Linked DNA regions of Drosophila melanogaster: region 2 is linked to region 1. Evidence: chromatin contacts called from public HiChIP or PLAC-seq data. All regions are on one chromosome and are shown on one strand. Each heading gives the region's core, a stretch centred on a gene start, on an enhancer-like site or on the middle of the called end of the contact. The rest is flanking DNA. Distances are from core to core; before and after follow the strand shown. Region 1 overlaps vtd (verthandi). Region 2 overlaps l(3)80Fj (lethal (3) 80Fj).

Region 1 (2,608 bases), core at 57-2,556:
TCCGACCCCAGCTTCTTTGAGCTTACATATATATATGAATTAAAATATTATTTGATGTTTTTAAACGAGATTCGTAGTTTTGCGAACTTTTGAATTTTTTGAATGTTTGCTTATACTGTTCTATTTTAGGATAAAATATTTGATAATGACGTTTTGGAAAATATTGAGTCTCTGGATCCACATTCATTGGACGCCCATGCTGATATGCCTGGTTCTCGATTGGATGGTGATGGGTTTGGAGATTCTTTTGGACGTAAGTATAATCAATATCATCAATTACAAATGATATTAGCTGGATATATATATGGATAAACCGCGTAAAAGTAGAAATCTAAGAAATATATCCTCAAATATATATCAGTCGAAAGTATCCTTAAAAAAATTAATTCAGTTGTAAAATACTCCGTCATAAAAGTTGCCTTAGTCTAGTAATACACTTTCTTCAGTCTGTTGTTTTTTTCTTATTTGTCATCTGTCATCCATATGGATTTGAATATCTTAAATGCCTCTATAAAATAATTTTTAATCTTATGATCTGATTTATATACTAATGATGCGGTAATGAGCATTAGGAGTTGTGATACAAAAATCATTTGGTACAACCATATTTGGTATGGTGGTATACAGTTACAAAGTATTTTTTAAAATTAATTTGTAACTTAGGCGGACGTAAGTATCTTAAGGTGAAAATTTTCTTTCTTATTACATTTTTTTTTTCTTATTACATTAATGCATAAATATTGTAAAGAGCTTGTTTTCCTAGTTCTGCCACTACGAGTTGAAATGGCTGGCTCAGAGGGTTTTGTCTGTTTGCCCAAATTTATGATTTGTGGGTGATTATGATTATGATTTATAATTCTTCAGCTGTATTGTTTGAATACTGGCTCTGGACTTCTACTGCCATTGTGTGTCAGCTCAATTGAGACCTACGAAGTTATGGTGGCGAATCTGCAAGGTGTATCGTCCGTTAGGTCGAACCAAAGCTCTTACCAGAACCACCTTTGCGAACACCCGAAAATGCACGTATGTTAGAACCACTCCTGAAACAGGACACCAGATTCCACGATCCCTTCTGACCACGCTATGCCCACGTCGTCTCCCAACGGTCCGTCCTGAATAAGCCCTAGGATATTATGGTGGCTTGGCCGCTAGGTGTGTCGTTCCTTAGGTCGAACCAGGGATCTTCCCAGAACCACCTTCGTAGACAGCCAAGAGCACATCTGTTGGGACCGTTCCTCTCACAGGACACTAACCAATGCCTTCACAGTCCCTTCTGACCGCGCCAGGTCCTTGTCCTCTTCCGTGTTCTTGCTGAGCGTTGGTCTGCTCCCTCACTTGCAGTGATCAACCTCGTACTACCGTTCCTAATGCTCACCTTGTGATCTCACTCATTGTCCTTTTTTCTCGGTCTTCTACACCAAATCGAAAGGTCTAGGTGTACATTCTGCGCTTTTCTTTTCTTCTTCTTTTTCTTTCTTCTTGGCTATGAGATGATACTGAGTGTGTGGTCTTAGTGGGCGAACAAGTAATGACCTAGGTAAGGGTCAAAATCTAAAATGTTGTGTTGCTTATCTGAAAGTTCCGAATCAGATGAAACCGTTAATGGGCCAGAAGTGACCAAAAGTTTAGGGGTAGCTTGTAATAGTTTTCGTCGAGATGATTATCTCCTTTCCGCTCCAGACTCGCAGCTTTTAGAGGTGACTCCAAAGCCATAACTATTTTTATACTCGTTTCTCGTCGAGTGAAAGGATATAAAAGGTACTTGGAAGAGTATGTAACAGATAGACGGAGGTGTTTCCGACCAGATAAAGTATATATATTCTTGAGTAGGATCAATAGCCGAGTGGACCTGGCCAAAGACATTAGAATAACAAGATTTTTAATTCGTTTGCTAAGGCACTACTTTCATTTGTGTACTTAATGCATCAACAATCAATTTTTTATACACATTTGTTTTTTTTTTTATTATTTTCAAAAATATTTTCAAAAACTTTAATGTGTATTTTGCAAATATTAAAAAATATATCAGATGGTGCCTGTAGTTTCCCGAAGTCCGAGTCTATTGAGTAGTTATTTTCATGTATAAAAGGCTCTGATGGAGCTGTTAAATGCACGGTACTTTTAAAATTACCGATCTGCATTTATCACAACTGGATCCCTTAGCAATATATCCAACAAAATATCTACTGGAACATTATTGCACAAAAAGTTATCTATATTTTGTTCAAAGTATGTACCTCTCATTGTCTTTTACAATTTTAGAAAATGATACAGAGTATTCTTGTTGTTGTATTTTTTTTTAATGAAAGGCTGATATATTATCGAATCGAACTCAATTGGCATCATAACATCATCATCTGATTCGCAATTCGACTTTTGTGAAAATTTAAAAATGTTTAGAGATGGCAATTATTATTTAAATTCGTTAACTGGAGGATTTCTCCAGTTATCACCTTTTGCTAAAATATGTTTTCAATGGGATTCTGGTTAACTCTACTAGTTAAAAAATAGAAAGTGGTCTGTGTGATCCTTAAATAGATATCTTTGATGAATCCAAATATATCTTTAGCTAAAATAAATAAAAATATTAAAACTGTTTACTGCAAAA
Region 2 (2,608 bases), core at 31-2,530, 830 kb after region 1:
CACTCCAGTGCTTTCGAAAATAGGGTAACCGCTTCATTTAAAATATTGGGCATATGATCTTGATCTATATTGTTGAAGCTTAAATTTCCGGCTCCCTGAAATATAAAATGCAATAAACATTATAATGTTGGAAAGGGAGATAAAATGGCAACGAGGGTTTAAGGAACAATATTTATTGTTTGGGTGACCCACCAACACAAACTTAAATTATATGCTTTTCAACTGAACAATTGTTAAAGGTCCAGTTCTTTCCTACATTCTAGCGCGGAATTACCGTTTTGGGAAGACCTTTTAACTTCTAAAAACCAACAATTTCTAACTTTTTGCCACGCCCACTCTAACGACATAAAGCCGCCAAACCGGTCATGTCTACACTTCTAAGCACTTTTTTAAAAATTTTTCCCATTTTGTTCCCCAATATCTATTGATATCCCAGAAAAATGAAGAAATTTTGCGTTCGCATTTGTACGGGTATCGACTGTAGCATTCTCTATTGTTAATTAAGTAAAACGACGTCAACCCCATACACCAACTTATGCCAACAACGAGCGAGAGAGGGCGCGATATTGCTCACCATCGAAACCAACTATGACCCGAAGAGAACTGATGATACCCATCATAACCAACACGTCGACCTCGTTCATCACTGCATTACAAACAATAACAAATACTGCACGGAATCGGCCGTATGCACGGTGTGTCGACTGCAACGCTCGTTTCTGCTGAAAAACTAATAAAGCCAACAAAGCAAAAAGGATTGGATCGCTATAATTGAAAACGAAACAAAAATCAAACAGAACAATCAAAGTCACCGAATTGAGACCTAAGAGATCACCAGTAAATGTGGAATAAGGATGTGGATAAGGATAAGGATAATTTCCACAATTATGGCAAACTGCATTGAGGATTCTTAAAACTCCCCTCAAATCAGGGTGCAGGAGAGCTGCATAGAAACAGTGAAGAAGGCTGGAATGCGAAAGGAGTCAAGGGCAGCAAGGTCAAACGGCCGGCCAAGGGCACGGAGGGCAAACGGTAACGGTGTGGACTTTGGACGAGAACAGACAGGACGAACAGTGAACTAACGGTATTGTGGTTGAACTATGTACCCAGCGGGCCGTCACAAAAGGGGATATAACCGGATCCCCGCGGCCTATAAATTTTAGTAAGAGCACACGAGGTGCCATACGTACGCGAGGATATTAGAGGAGAGTGCATGCGCTAGTCGCGTATTCAGTACGCCGCCTCGGTCAGAAAAGTCAGTCAAAGCAAGCAAGGAGCCATGCGTACGCCTAGATAGTCGAGGAGAGTATGGACGCGAGTCGCGCAGTCACGAACGCCACTCGGGTCAGTGTGGTAGAACACGCAATTGAGAATGCTCAACAAGAGATCCGCGAGTCAGAACGCACAGCCAGTGAACAAGGAGTACATGTAGTCAGCCGTTAGAGAAGCAACCTCGAACAACCAGTTAGTGTGCACCTGGAACCGTAGTACGAGGACGGTTACTGCAAGTCGAGCAGGGCGGCGATCCACACGGCGAGGACAGAGAAAAATACGAGGACCTGGTGTGGTCAGAAGAGACAGTGAGTCTTTGGTCAGCAAAAGTGGTTCGGGGAAGAGCGCTGACTTGACCTAACATCTGCTACCATAACATTTTAAGCCCATTCGAGCCGGCACATGGTCCGCCGTCAAGAACGACGCGGGACAACAAAGGAAGGACGACGAAGGAGTTACGCCGCGCAGCAGACGGCGAGGACTTAAGGGGTTATTTATCAAAGTGGCCTGACAATAAAGTTAATCTAATCTGAAACCTTGTCTTCTCTTTGGTCGGGCAATCACACAAATCGTAAATTTGGTGGGACATAGGACAATTGCCGTTGCATTTCGTAGCAAAAAGAACGCAAGAAAACCGACTTCAAAAGCAGCAATTATTTCCGAGCAACGTCTGCACGCCCCCACAACGCACAGAATAAACCCTCACCTGCGATCACCTCCCATAACCTTCATATCGCCGCACCATCAACGCTATATTGAAACCATTATGCATACTTTGCAGCAGAATATGATTGAATTCCTGTCGTTCATTCGGACCATATGCAGAACCAACATCTCATGGAGATGCTAATATCACAACGATCCAAATAATCCACGGCTGCCCTATGAATATAATTGTGGATACATATGAATAAGGAATATAATCATGGCATAAAATATATATAACCAAATTCCATCATTACAATCATATTGACTTCACCTTTCTTCTGTACAACTTGCCAATAATCGGCTTTTTGTTCTACGTAACAAATCATTCACACACCTCATTAGAGGTGGAGAACTTGGCTACTACTACCGCGACAAGCCAGAAGACGATGGACCACATTGTCGTGCCATTGCAAAAGGCGAGAGTAAAGTCCCCAGCTCGATCCCCTCATCAGTCTGCGAAACTGACCACGAGTCTCCAGAGCGAGGACCTGGCAAGATAAAAATCCTGTTATTCGCAGTTGAGACTCAACGGCACCTCACAAAAGAGTCCAAGCGCGTAGTTTCTGAAAAAAAGCCTACCAAAAAGGCTTCCCACAATGCGCAGGTGCTAAAGGGGCACGTGCGCCCA

Evidence for each region. HiChIP or PLAC-seq counts read pairs in DNA pulled down with a chosen protein or histone mark.
Region 2: a POLR2A S2P HiChIP or PLAC-seq map of the Kc167 cell line shows a contact between it and region 1, with 6 times the contacts expected there. The contact joins two enhancer-like sites.

Annotation. Positions count from the first base shown.
Region 1 is chr3L:27,139,990-27,142,597 of dm6, forward strand. vtd (verthandi) reads left to right here. Exons shown (of 9, transcript NM_001300711.1): 3 at 130-253. Among named protein-coding and RNA genes, the nearest start is that of vtd, 4.8 kb to the left of the region's middle. Within about 2 kb of position 1,307, at least 6 of the 39 cell types and tissues checked have an H3K27ac peak or open chromatin away from gene starts, as enhancers often do. A contact at or near this core is called in the Kc167 cell line, where this site is marked.
Region 2 is chr3L:27,974,046-27,976,653 of dm6, forward strand. l(3)80Fj (lethal (3) 80Fj) reads right to left here. Exons shown (of 4, transcript NM_001015316.3): 4 at 1-95. Among named protein-coding and RNA genes, the nearest start is that of l(3)80Fj, 37 kb to the right of the region's middle. Within about 2 kb of position 1,281, at least 3 of the 39 cell types and tissues checked have an H3K27ac peak or open chromatin away from gene starts, as enhancers often do. A contact at or near this core is called in the Kc167 cell line, where this site is marked.